Linked DNA regions of Pan troglodytes: region 2 is linked to region 1. Evidence: chromatin contacts called from public Hi-C data. All regions are on one chromosome and are shown on one strand. The core of a region is the stretch at or near the end of the contact, and the rest is flanking DNA. Distances in the headings are between cores, read along the strand shown.

Region 1 (6,963 bases), core at 1,582-4,081:
TGACCTCGTTTGCTACCAAGAATGCTGAAGCCCCCAGACTTCCCCCAAACGCCAGACCCAGACTTCACTTTGCATGTCCAGAAGAAACTTACACTCTTCTCCTCCATACTTCCCCTCTTCATTCTTCCCAATTCCAGAGACCCCACTCCCCAACTGCCACAGCAGAACCTATGAGTCATCCATGACTCCCCCGCTTCGCTTTCGCCTTCTACTAATCAATCAATCACCAAATCTGTGGGTCCCACATCCTAAAGAGATGGAAACTCCATGTATTTCTCTCACCTCCCTTGGGCGAGTACCGCCAAGCTACAGAGCCTGGGCCTCTCAACTGGAACACTCCAACACTCACCCTAACCTTTCCAACCCAATCACCACACAATCGCTACATGGACCTTCTTAAAAGAATCTGATACTGGCACATCCTTGCTTAATAAAGCCCCACACATTCATCAAGGCCCCGAGGTCAAGCCTAACCTGGCCCTCTCTGATCTCCAAAGGCCACCACCTTTCTCCAGGTGGCCCTGCAGCCAAGTCCCCTCCCACAGCCCTCAGGGCCTTAAGCAGGCTGCTTCTACTGACTTCTATACCCTCCTGTCACCATCCTCAGTCCTGTATCAGGAAACATTCCTGAAAACCCCAACCAAGGCTATATTTTCCTATCCTACTTCTCCTAGAAGCCTGCTCTTTCCAGCTGCCACGCTTCTCTCACTCAAGTATGCAGAATGAACTCACATACCACACCAAAAAGGCAAACAAACCCACTGGCTTGCTATGTAACGATGGAAGGCCTACCATTCCCTACCTGAACAAGTTTGCTATGATTAAGGCTCAGATCTAAACAGAACCAGAACAAATTTAATCACAGCTAATCAACACAGATGAATTAAATTGTAAGTCTGAATTCAATTACCTGCTTCTATGGAAGTTGCGGATTTCTTTCCACAGAACCTCTTAGCCCCCCTTCTTTCAAGCCCTGGCCTCCATGTCTTACATAGGAAAGGAGATAAGAGTCCAGTCTGAGGCTGGGTAGTCCACAGAGCTGCCCTGATCTCCCACAATGAGGGGGCATAGACCTCACCAGAAACAGCTCCACAGACATCTGAGCCACAAGGAGAATCGGCCAAATGTGTGTTTAGCTTACACAGTCAATTACTAAAATGATTTAAACTCAGAATATTCTGGATTCATTAGTCCTTCCTTCCAGCATAGCAGTAATCACTGGGGCTGTGTAGCAGCCACTCCCAAGATGAGACCCACAGCATCAGCTCTATTTTCCTGTTTTCCATACACTCACCTGCTTTACTACCTGCCCAGGCTCTCTCTAGGTATCTGAGTCATAGTTTCTGACATAGAGTAACACATTTCTTCAAAAGGAAAATGAGCTCATAGCACATTCCACAAAATCACCACCAAATAGGAAACACCATGATCAGGGAAGCCCAAAATACTCCCCCCAATAAAACAATGTTCCATGGTAACACTCCCCCCAAAATGGAATTCAAGTGGCAGATCTAGAGGAGCTGCAAATCCAACTCTTAATTCCTGCCACTTGACAGTCTCATTCTCGGAAACAGTTGTTCTCTGAAGTGCTCTGAGATTTTGCTTCCTCTCACATTAAAGTTATCTACCTTAACCCCTCAACCAATTCATCCAGCCAGCTAACTGCGTAACAATTAGGGGGAATGTGCTCCAATCCTGCAACCCCAAAGAGTCTAGCATTGCAAATAACCTACGAAAACCGCCTGGGCAGACTCAGGAAATGAGGACTGGTGATGCAGACCACGAGGATGGGACCTACTTCATCAATGCCTTCTTCCTCATGAAACGTGCGAGACAGGAAGAGGCAGGTCATGGTGTCTTCCTTCTTGGTGAACAGGATAAAATCCTTCCCAATGCGCATTGAGCCCCTGAAAAGGAAACGGAAATGGGTGTTATTCTCCCAGGAGTCAAAAGCTCATCTGCGAAAGAAATCAATCCACTCTGGACATGATTGAAAGTGCCGCTGGAGGGCTCTCCTAAAGGCCCCCCCAGGTCCCAGGACTGTGTGCTGAGTTCCACAACCCTTGTTCCCTCTCCATCCCCCAACACTCCTTCCTCTGCTTTTCCACAGGCCTGTAACTCCTTAGTCTTTACTTACAACGTTCTCAACCACACCATACAGGGTTCTCTCACCACCCTTCTAGGGGGGGCTCATGGCAGACCACCAGCCCCAGGTTAGTCTCACTCCCCCCACAACGCTGAAGAGTAACCCTGCTGTCTTTGAGCTCTTGGTTCATCCCAGCCGCATGAGAGGTGCTGTGCCCTCTGACTGTACCACCATCAGACTTTAGTAGCTGGTACCCTCAACACGTCATCTTCCATGCTGACCACCCCCAGTTCCCACCGTGTCCTTCCTCAGCTGACACAAACTCCCCTCCATTGATGAAACGGCAGCAGCACTGTTAAGTGAAAAGCCCAGTGCCTATACTCACAAGCCCGAAAAAACATCAGTATGAACCCAAGGCGCAGTAATACAGAGGGGCTAATAAAATATAATTCTTGACCACAGGATTCAAGGATGCCTGTAATTAGCTCATGTCCAATAACTGCAGCCATCTCCTGTCCCAGAAGTGTTTTGCCACCTCAAGCTCATTATGACACAGGCAGCTCCCTGCTTTTGGATGCAACTGGTTTCTGGGAACTGTGCCTTGAGGCTGATTTCCAAAAGGCAAAAGTCTGAATGGATTCAACTGCTTCCTTCCTCTGTTTGGCCACGTTAAGCCGGCTAAGAAGCAGGCAGGGACAGGCCTTTCCAGGCAACGCAGGGCAGGGCAGGGCAGGGCAGACGTGTGAAGCACCAGCAGGGGGACCGCCCTCTGAACAATGGGGCTGTTCAGCTCCTTTCTTCCAGCAGCTTCTGGAGCTTTATAGCTATTATCTCATTAGTCTTTATAACACCCCAGGGAGATGATGGAGATGGAAAGCCTCATTACTCTCTTCTGTGTACCAATACAAACCAGACTGGCATGCCAAGCACACAAATGAATGTCATGCCCCATTTCCCCAAACACTCAGGAAAACTCCCAGGACACTACTCAAAGATACCCTGGGGGCTGCCAAGTCCTCGTTCTCCTCCTCCAGTACCCAAAGTGCTGGCAATGCTCCTTGCCCTGACAATTTCACACACCACCTCCTCCTCCTTCCCTAAAGCGTATGGGGAGCAAGTAAGGCACGTTATCTTGCCTTCTGTCAAAGCATGCCCTTGCCCTAACTTGGCAAAAACACTCACTTTGTGCCTCTATCTTCCTTCTGTCTTTGATTCTGACTTTAGCCTTTGAATAGCAAAAGCCCCAAATATCACTTCTCTACTGGCTTCCTTGCTTCTCAGCCCTATTCTCCCCACAAATCACTTTCTCCTGAAACTTATTCAACTTCTGAATTGGTTTCAAGATGATTTTACTGTCTACTCTGAACACTAGATGGCTCCATCTCAATGGGACCTTCACAAAAGTCTTCCACTGAAATACGCTAATAACACTCTCAACTTCTATACGCTTTCCTTCCCAGTCTGCTAACCACTTTCAGAGTCACATTTCATTTGCTTCTGAACCTCACTCTACAAATGTCAGAGATTAGAACCCCATTTTCTAGAGTAAGAAACAGACATTCAGGGAGGTGAAATGGCTTGCCTGAGGTCATTAAGAAACAGACATTCAGAGAGATGAAATGGCTTGCCTGAGGCCATAGAACTGACAGAACCAGGTAGGAGGAGGCTGATCTACAATCTAGATGAAAAGTCAGGGCTTCCCCTGATTCTAGGAGACTTCAGGTTTGGGGGATTTAGATAACCTGCATCAGAATCATATGATTACAGGTGATTCATTTCATCTGTGAAAAACACATTCCTAGCCCCTACCCAGATCCACTGAATCAGGCCAGCAATCTGCCATGGAAACATCAAAGGAGGAGAAATAAAGGCAGAAACCAGGCTCTCACAGCAATGATAGCATGTAATTCTTAACCTACTTGGTATGCATTATCATCTCAATTTACAAAGGAGGAAGCTGAGGCTTAGAGACGTAGTAGCGGAAGTGAGATTTGAACCTTAGCTTGTCATTTAAGTGAAATGCACAGCAGCTCCATTTTGCAGTCAGAAAGACCTGGTTCCTACCCTAGCGCTCTACACATAGGCATTTTTAATGCCTTTGGGAAAGTAACTTCACCCTTATAAACCTCAATTTCTTCATCTGAAAATAATAGTACCTACAACCTCACAGGGCTATCATGAGGATTAAATGAGATCGTTCGTGTGCCTGGCACATGGTAAGTGTCTGTTATTACCATTTGGTTCCTGCCCTGAAAGACAAATCACAAAGTCCGGATACCAGGTCCTGATTTCTTCAGAAGTACTCTCTTTCTTCTCCATACACCCAAAGCACAACTGCACACAAGGCCCAACTGATGCTGCTGACTGATCAAACCACCACCCTCCCTCAAACAAAACAACACGTTTCCACGACAAGACTGGAAACGTGACTCACAATTCCATTTGCACAAACTCCAATTCCACTAAATCTTATTCCATCCAAAGGTATGTACAGCTGGAAGTGAGCATTTCAGAAATAGAAACCTTTCTCTTGGGGCTTCACTCAAAACCAGAACAACACATTCCAAACACTAACCAACTGGGAACTAAGGCTAAGAAAAAGTCCCATGGGATTTGAAGACATTAGGTAGGTCCCTGCTATAAGGGCCTTGCAGTACATTCAGCATCCTCTGGGACGGAGGGCTCACATCTCTCTTCCTTACCCTGGATCCCCAGTGCCTGGCACAAAGCATGACATGCAGCAGGTGCTCAGGGAACACTGCTGCACAGTAAGGCGACCCCTTCATCATCTCAGGTACATCCCAACACCACAAGAGAATCACTCACATCCTTGACTACAGGGTAAAAATAAAAATTTTCAACAGGAGAGGTGCAGTTCTAGAGCACTGTGCCAAGAGAAACGTACAGCCTCTCCTGCCCTGTTTTTGGATGTTCATACTTTTCAATCTGTGGAGTAAACTCAGCTGGGAACAGCTGGTAAGCTACTCCAAAAACCACCACTTTCTGACTTCTTCCAGTTCCAGAATTATAGTCAATAGAGGGACAAGGAGAAGGAAAGTTTTCATCCAAGAGGAGCAGGACAGCATTGCTGGATTTTGTTTGAGCCCTGTGACAAGCTTCTAATATACCTACGATTTTAACCCATTCCCGTACTGCCCAATCTGAGTAGACTCAGGTGTTCGCTTGGCCGACTTCCCAAACTGGATCACACTGGCAGCATCACCTGAAAGGGCAGACACAAGAGAAAGTGAAAAGTTTGCATTTCTTTCCCAGGGTCCTCAAAGTCAAAGGTCTGAGCCTTGTTAAATCCAAGCAGGGGTATGTATCTGCTGAAAACCTCTCTCCAAGGAAATTCACCACCATGAAGCACATGGAGGCACAGCTTTGCCTGGCCTGTTGGTACCTCTATCACTGTGACCTATGTTCTATTCCCAGAATGTGGTAAGACAGCTAGCAGAGGCATCTGTAGGTCCAGCTCGAGAATGTTGTGCAAGCTGATAAATACAACGCCAAGAGACAGGTAATCTGATTGACTTAAGATTGCCTTTCAGATCCTATCTCCCATGTTAGGACAAGACCTGGCAAATACATTAGTAGAATTAAGCCTGAGATGTTGCAACAGACTTCTTACTCCCCAGGTGGATCTTCTAGACATAACATTGGAGGCAACAGAAAAACAAGTTCACACAATAAGTATTTTGTAAAAATGGTTACATCGCACCCCCCCACCCCCTACCCCACAAAACAATAATCTCATCACTTACTTGAATCCATTCCTGCTCCATCATCCAAAAAGCAAAGCATAAATCCTCCTCGAAGGTCCTCTCGTCTTTCTGTAAAAGAAGCAGCTGCTATTACTGGGCCGTTACCCACCAGAGGGTAGCAACATGCCTATGATCAGAAGGCAGATCAATGTGAAGCTTGGTCCAAAAAGGTCAGGTCAAGCCTAAACTTTCTACGCTGGTGTGAATTAAACTTCAGGGTCCTTGAGGTTGCAAATTCCCATCCAAGGTTCTCCAATGTTTTCTAGATCATGACAAAGCTTGGGAGAACCTTTGAAGGCAGGAATATCTGGTCCAGCATCTAATCATACCCACTACCACTGAATATGCACATACCTCACACATATCTCAATCATCCTATCCTTCTGCTCGCTCCACCTGGATTACTATCACTTCTGCCCTATGCCATAGACCCCAAGCACTAAAGTACTCCAACTACCACACACTGTACTTTATCAATACTGCTCAAACTCAACAGGATGCCTCCTTTGTGAATTAAGTCTGGGGTATCCTTCAAAGTGATGAAACCAGACATGGTATGGGCACAGCAGTGGAAGCTGCTATCTAAAAGATGAAGTACTGTGTCTATACATGACCATCCCCAGGCTGACTGGCATTCTGGGCTATCTGCATTTACTGTCATATCCCCTGCTAGCTATGGTCCTTGAAAGGGCTCCCCAACCCAATAGTGAGAAGGCACAAGGTACAACGTGGAGGTGCCTTGTTCCTAGCTGGACCTGCCTGATGGGAAGAAGGAATGGTCCTTTGACAATAAGATACACAGCAGCTGTGGTGGGGTTTCCTGGTCAACAGAAAAGGAACACAACAAACTATGGCTGCCATTCTAGTGAAAAGAACCTCTTCTCTCAGCAGTTGTCTTCTGCAGCAGAAAGTGGTTAACTGAAAGTGGTTAACTGAAAGTGGTCTGGGTCCAAGCATGTCATGGTCAATGGAGAAGCGATTCCCAAATATGGAAACAGGCTATACTAGCTTCCAAGGTGCCTTTTGACCCAATGATGAGGACTAGGTGAGCAAAAGAGAAACCAGCCTTGGAATCAAGGAAGTTGGTAGACACGAAGAAGAGAAGGATGTAAG
Region 2 (6,963 bases), core at 1,613-4,112, 270 kb after region 1:
TTTCACAAATATATATTGAGTTCCTGCTATGTGCTAAACTCTTTTGGCCCCTAGGGATACAGCAAGGAACAAGATAGACCAAATCCCTTCCCTCATGTAGTGTATGTTCTGGTGGGGAGAGATAGACAGCAAGTAAATGTATGAACATCATATTCAGGGATAAATCCATTGAAGAGAAGTGAAGTAGGGTAAGGGGATAGAAGAAGTGAGTTGTCAGGGAATGTGTTTGGCATGTTTAAAGAATAGCAGGGTATCCAGGGTGGCCATCAGTTTTGGTTAGGGAATACTTCTTGAAGTGGGTAAGATTTGAGAAATCTTAAATAGGCTTAAAGAAGGTGGGGAAGATGATATCTTAGTAGGGAAGAAACTTTGGGAGTAGGAGACAAAAGTAGGCAAGTTTCAGGTCTTCATAAAGGGTAGCAAATACGTGTGGTAGAGGCAAGGATTGGGAGGTGGAAGATTCATAGGAAGTGGAAGGTACAGCTGAGAATGTGGGTGCAACCGGACTAGAGGGTTTAATGCCAGGCTGAGGATTTTGGAAGTTTCTAGTCTACAGTAGGCACCGTAGGTTTAGAGAAAGGAAGACTCATGATGTGGGCACAGGGCCACCAATCTGGAGGTGGGTATAGTGGGCCCTGAGATGAGGTCTTAGTGGTAGCAATGAAGAAGGCACCAACCAATAAAAGATGCCTCCTGACGTAGGCAGGCCAGGGTGACTTGGATGGTCCTGGATATGTGATGGAGCAGGGTAGGGTCCAAAATGACCACAAGATTTCAAAACTAAATAAAAATCCATCATGATCAAGGGGCTGTATTAGGCTTTCCACATTCATGGTGGATTTTCTGCATCTTCTGGAGGCTGAGCTGATTCCCAGAACAGGGCTGCCTTCTTGTTTGTGTAACCTTGAGCGGGGCTAATAGGGCCCACCATCACACACATCTCATTTCAATGAGAGGACCTAAAACTGTAGCAGTCTCTTACAAGTCTACCTTCTTTCTCATCCTTGATCTATTTTTATATAGTAGAAAGAATTAGACTATTTTACCTATTAATTTACATTGAATAGTAACTAGAACATGAAACCAATGCCTGGTTTCATTAAAGTGTTCCTTGAACATTCTTTCTGGGATTCTTTTTTATCATGTCTTTCTGCCTGTAATTTGTTTTGTCCAGGAAAGAAAGTCTAAAATGTAGTTAAAGACAGGCTTTGAGCCAGGTGCAGTGGCTCACGCCTGCAATCCCAGCACTTTGGGAGGTTGAGGTGGGTGGATCACAAGGTCAGGAGTTCAAAACAGTCTGGCCAAGATGGTGAAACCCCATCTCTACTAAAATACAAAAATTAGCCGGGCACGGGGGCAGGTGCCTGTAATCCCAGCTACTCGGGAGGCTGAGGCAGAGAATTGCTTGAACCTGGGAGGCAGAGGTTGCAGTGAGCCGAGGTTGCACCACCGCACTCCAGCCTGGGTGACAGAGCGAGACTCCGTCTCAGAAAAAAAAAAGACAGGCTTTGGAGACTAGACCTGTGGTCTAATCCCAGCTCAAACATTTATTAGCTGAGTATTTCAGTTTCCTCTTCCGTAAAATGAGAACAATAATAGTTCTTTAAGACTAGTCCTGATCTCATGGGATCTTTGTATTCAGTTAGCTCATACTTGCGTAGTGCTTAGGACATTGCCTGGCATAAAGTAGTTTTTTTCCTCTGTCATTGACAACTGGCAGAGAACTGCTGTATGAGAATATATCAATTGGTTAACCAGTTCTCTGATAAAGATATTTTTATAGGCCTTCCATAGATAGGAAAATGCCTACTCATTCACAGTTGAATGAACTTCTGGTTGGAAGTTGCAGTCTGGGTGGCCTGAAAGACATAAGAACCATCTGTCTCATTTGTCACTGCAGTGTATTTTGTTAATGTACTGAGCTTGCCTTGCCTGTAGCACCTGGTTTGTCCCTCTCTGACATGTTATTTCTGTGTATATCCATGTCCTTCACACCCCATGAGTACACACCAAGGGCCCCAGTAATTCCTGGCCTACTCTGTGCCTTGTACATGGGCACATAGAAAAAAGTTTGCTGAGTTTGTTTTGAAAACCTTCCCTTCAGATTTTAGAAGTTTCTGTATTCAGCTTAACCTTTTCCCCAGCCAACTTCCTAGATACACACGCAGGAAGGAAGAGAAGTTAGTCACAAATCGGTCCAACTAAGTGCCTGGCACCATGGGAGATATTTTCACATCTATTACATTATTTCTATTAATCCACTTGGTAATCCTGTAAAGCAGGTGGTATTATCCTCTTTTTAAAGATTAGGAGACAAGCTCAGAGAGGTCAAATAATTTGCCCAAGGACACAGAGGCAAACAGTGACAGATTCAGGTTTCAAACACACATATATTTACCCCTCACAAATTTTTCCAAATAAACCAAAGAAGGGAAGAAGAGAATAACAGCAAGAAGGAAACTTTCTGAGATACCTGTGTCTGTGCCTTAACCTGAAAAAGGAGAGGCCCTTGGTTTGGTGTCAGTCTCTCAGAGCTGGAAGAAATCACTTGATCCCTCCTTTTACAAAAGAACAATCTAAGGTTTAGAGAAGCTCAAAAGCTCTTTTAAAAGTCATCTAATCTTTTTTTTTCCTGAGACACTCCTTTTGGTAAAATTTGGTAAGCTACTGAGGAAGAAAACCCTTTGGGTTACAGGGAGAGTATCTAGAGGAATGTTAATCCTTACTGTTAGTCTTTTTGATAGTCACTTCATTAAAATGTGATCTTTTTCTCTTGGCTTTTCCCCAGCAGCTGCTGCCCTGCCCTTCTGCTTTCTGCTTTGTCCCAGAACAAGTGGGATTTATACACCTGACCCGCCAGTTCCCAAGGGGCCCAGGGGTTACCATACTTGTTTTATGCTGCACTGAATTGGCTGAGTTTTGTTCCTGGTTCTCATTGTCTGGTGGAACGTGAGAAGCTTCAAAGATTTTTTTAAATGAAAGGATAGGATGTTGATTTAAGCTAGGCATTAGAGTCTCATGAGCTCTCAGTGCTTGAGGATTTCTCACCATTTTGAAGCCTAAAAAGGACTCATTTGCAGAAACCAAGCTCTTAGACCAAATTTAAGGTGAACATTGTAGGGACTGCATTGGCTCTGAGCTGGGATACCAGGCCAAGCCCTTCCACTGAATAGCTGTGTGTTCTTGAGCAAGTCTCAACTTGTCTGAGGCTGCATAGGGTATTAAAAATATGACTGGCATGGTAGTCTCTGAGCATGGGTTTGAGTCCCTCCTGGACCATCTTTCAGTAGCTTTGTGATGGTTAGGCAAGTCTATTTTCCTTCTTTTTTTTTTTTTTGGCGCCTGCCCCAGTGGATTCACATTTGTTTGAGGGCCACATTGCTAATTAAGTTGGGAGAGAGAAGCATTCATAAAGTGAATGTAAAGTGAATGTATTTTATACCAAGATTGAAAAGGTCTTAAAGGTGAGAACCCCTATAATGAGACATTTGTTGCAGTGCTCACCTTACGTTGCACAGTTGCACTTATTAAAAGCAACAAATTCCAATAATAACTGAAAACACAGTTTTCTGTTTATTAAACACCTAATAAGGGTCCTTTATTGTTTGAGGGTACTGTGAACATTTACTTAAATCAAGCTCCTTTTCTGGACTCTTCTTTTTTTTATTTTATTTTTTGAGACAGAGTCTGGCTCTGTCGCCCAGACTGGAGCGCAGTGGCACGATCTCGGCTCACTGCAAGCTCTACCTCCCGGGTTCATGCCATTCTCCTGCTTCAGCCTCCCGAGTAGCTGGGACTACAGGCGCCCATCACCATGCCCGGCTAATTTTTTGTATTTTTTAGTAGAGATAGGGTTTCACCGTGTTAGCCAGGATGGCCTCGATCTCTTGACCTCGTGATCCACCCGCCTCGGCCTCCCAAAGTGCTGGGATTACAGGCGTGAGCCACCGCGCCCGGCCCTTTTCTGGACTCTTAACAATCAGTAGCCACTGTTGATAAGTCTGCAAATATGAGAGGTAAACACTATAGAGGGAGAGAATGAACAGCCTGGTACAATGAGATATTTTCTTAAGAAAGAACTTCCCAGGCTGACTGGACTTTGGATTGATCCTCCACTAGGCTTCACAGAAATCCCTAAGACTTTGCATTACAGTATTACATTTCTTTTACATTTCCTAGAATAAAGGTGGTAAGAGAATAGATCAATGAATTTTTAAGACTGTAAGAGAGCTAAAGAAGTCAAGAGTGTTCTCTTGAAGAGGGTCTGGGCGTAGGAGGCTGTGTGCTTTGGGTGAATATCTTTGCTCAGGTACTTCCTAACAGAAAAGCAGTGTGAATGCATAACAGGTAAACTGAGGCCAGGTTTATCCACATGAGACTACTCATAGGTAATCTGGGAGCCAGAACAGTTATTCCAGTGGAATCATCTGTGCTGACCTTTGGAACTTATCTTTGGAAATTGCTTTTATAGCTGGCAGTTGGATCCAAATTTTCAGTTGGGTTCACCACACAAAGGAATGTCTGTTTTGCACCAGGCCCAAGGTTAGGCCCTGGAGATAAGAACATAATAAAGATACAATTCTTACACCTTAGTTCTCTGAATGGGGTATGGGGGAGGAGAGTGGAGAGAGAGGGACTGAAGGAGAGAGAAACATATGCAGTGAACTGTAATTAAATAACAAATTATGTAAAATAGGTATAGACAAAATGAAACAAACACTGCCTGATTTTAGGGAACTTTAAAGAAAGGATAGAAATTTGATTAAGGGGCCGGGAGCAGTGGCTCACGCCTGTAATCCCAGCACTTTGGGAGGCCGAGGTGGGCAGACCACCTGAGGTTGGGAGTTTGAGACCAGCCTGACCAACATGGAGAAACTCCGTCTCTACTAAAAATACAAAATTAGCCGGGCGTGGTGGCGCATGCCCATAATCCCAGCTATACTCGGGAGGCTGAGGCAGGAGAATCACTTGAACTCGGGAGGCGGAGGTTGTGGTGAGCCGAGATTGTGCCATTGCACTCCAGCCTGGGCAACAAAAGCAAAACTCTGTTTCAAAAAAAAAAAATTTTTTTTTGATTAAGGGAAAAGATAGAGAAGCTTATACATAGAGAATAACTGGAGGTGTGAATGTCAGGATGCAAGTACATGAATAAAAGTGGCAGGAATAGAAAATAGGTCAAAATGTAACTAGAGCATTCTTTTGTAAGGAATGGTGAGAGAGAAGGGTCCTTTGGGACCACATTGTAAGGACCATTTGCTCTTTCAGTAATTGTTTATTGAAGGATTGTAGCAGACCAGGGGCCAGACATGGTTTGCTAGCCCTTTGGAGGTAGCAAAAGCCAACTTTAATGATGTGTGAGAAGTTTTTGTTCCTGCCCCAGGGCCTTCGCACATGTCCCCCCTCTCCAGTGTTAGCCTTCCTTCACCCCTTTTTTGCCCCGTTAATTTGTATTCATCCTTTAGAGCTCAGCTTGGAAATTACTTCCTCAAGGAATACTTTGCCCGCCCGCCCTTTTCCTAGTTATGAACTTGATATCTTCGTACCACTTGCCCCAATTATAAATAAATAATAATAATTATTATTATTTTTTGAGACAGAGTCTCGCTCTGTCGCCCAAGCTGGAATGCAGTGGCATGATCTTGGCTCACTGCAACCTCCGCCTACCAGGTTCAAGCAATTCTCTTGCCTCAGCCTCCTGAGTAGCTGGGACTACAGGCGCCCACCACCATGCCTGGCTAATTTTTGTATTTGTAGTAGAGACAAGGTTTCACCATATTGGCCAGGCTGGTCTCGAACTCCTGACCTTGTGATCCACCTGCCTCAGCCTCCCAAAGTGCTGGGATTACAGGCGTGAGCCACTGCGCCAGGCCCTCAATAAATAATTATATTATTGTTTAATATTTGCTTTGTGTTTAATCTCTCTCTTGTTTGCTCCTCTTTCCCCAACACAGTGTCAGATGCATAGTTGGCATGCAATAAATATTTGCTGAAAGAATGACTGAAGCGGGTCCATTGAATTTAGCAATAAGCAGTTACTGTTACTGTTGACCTTGGTGAGACAGTTTCAGAGAAATGGTGGGGGTGGAAGCCAGATTGCAGTGCATTATGCAGAAAGTGGGAAGTGAGGAAATGAGGGCAGTGATGTGTAGACAACTTTTTTTCTTTTTTCTTTTTTTTTGAGTTGGAGTTTCACTCTTGTTGCCCAGGCTGGAGTGCAATGGCGAGATCTCAGCTCACTGCAACCTCTGCCTCCCGGGTTCAAGCCATTCTCCTGCCTCAGCCTCCTGAGTAGCTGGGATTACAGGCATGCACCACCATGCCTGGCTAATTTTCTATTTTTGGTAGAGATGTGGTTTCTCCATGTTGGTCATGGCTGGTCTCAAACTCCCAACCTCAGGTGATCCACCCGCCTCAGCCTCCCAAAGTACTGGGATTACAGGCATGAGCCACTGTGCCCAGCCTCTTTTTTTTTTTTTTTGAGACAGAGTCTCGCTCTGTTGCCCAGGCGTGAGTGCAGTGGCGAGATTACTGCAACCTTCACCTCCTGGGTTCAAGCGATTCTCCTGCCTCAGCTTCCTGAGTAGCTGGGACTACAGGCGTGCACCACCATGCCCAGCCAATTTTTGTAGTTTTAGTAGAGGTGGGGTTTTACCATGTTGGCCAGGCTGGTCTCAAACTCCTGACCTCAAATGATCCACCCACCTTGGCCTCCCAAGACAACTTTTTCATACATGTGGCTGTGAAGGGGAGAAACAAGGGTGGTAGCTAGAGGAGAAAATGGGATCCAGTGGTTTGGTTTTTTTAAAAATTAGATTTTAAAACTAAATTAGATTTTAAAACTTAACGAGTTTGCATGTCATCCTTGCGCAGGGGCCATGCTAACCTTCCCTGTCTCAGTCCAATTTTAATGTATGTGCTGCTGAAGCGAGAGTACCAGAGGTTTTTTTGATGGCAGTGACTTGA

The links. Hi-C and Micro-C count contacts between places; a contact is called where the count stands out from the background.
Region 2: a Hi-C map of stem cell-derived neural progenitor cells shows a contact between it and region 1, with 2.3 times the contacts expected there. The contact joins two enhancer-like sites. A contact is called at or near these places in 1 of 7 Hi-C or Micro-C datasets (stem cell-derived neural progenitor cells) and 1 of 1 datasets of contacts at active chromatin or transcription factors (stem cell-derived excitatory neurons).

The regions. Positions count from the first base shown.
Region 1 is chr23:33,065,155-33,072,117 of NHGRI_mPanTro3-v2.0_pri, forward strand. MORC2 (MORC family CW-type zinc finger 2) reads right to left here. Exons shown (of 26, transcript XM_016938972.4): 4 at 5,851-5,919; 5 at 5,219-5,309; 6 at 1,799-1,907. Among named protein-coding and RNA genes, the nearest start is that of TUG1, 21 kb to the right of the region's middle. Within about 2 kb of position 2,832, at least 8 of the 24 cell types and tissues checked have an H3K27ac peak or open chromatin away from gene starts, as enhancers often do. A contact at or near this core is called in stem cell-derived neural progenitor cells, where this site is marked.
Region 2 is chr23:33,334,814-33,341,776 of NHGRI_mPanTro3-v2.0_pri, forward strand. The region is part of intron 1 of LIMK2 (LIM domain kinase 2); the gene reads left to right. It overlaps LOC112206795 (U6 spliceosomal RNA), which reads right to left and starts at 6,934; the gene lies at 6,826-6,934. Within about 2 kb of position 2,863, at least 2 of the 24 cell types and tissues checked have an H3K27ac peak or open chromatin away from gene starts, as enhancers often do. A contact at or near this core is called in stem cell-derived neural progenitor cells, where this site is marked.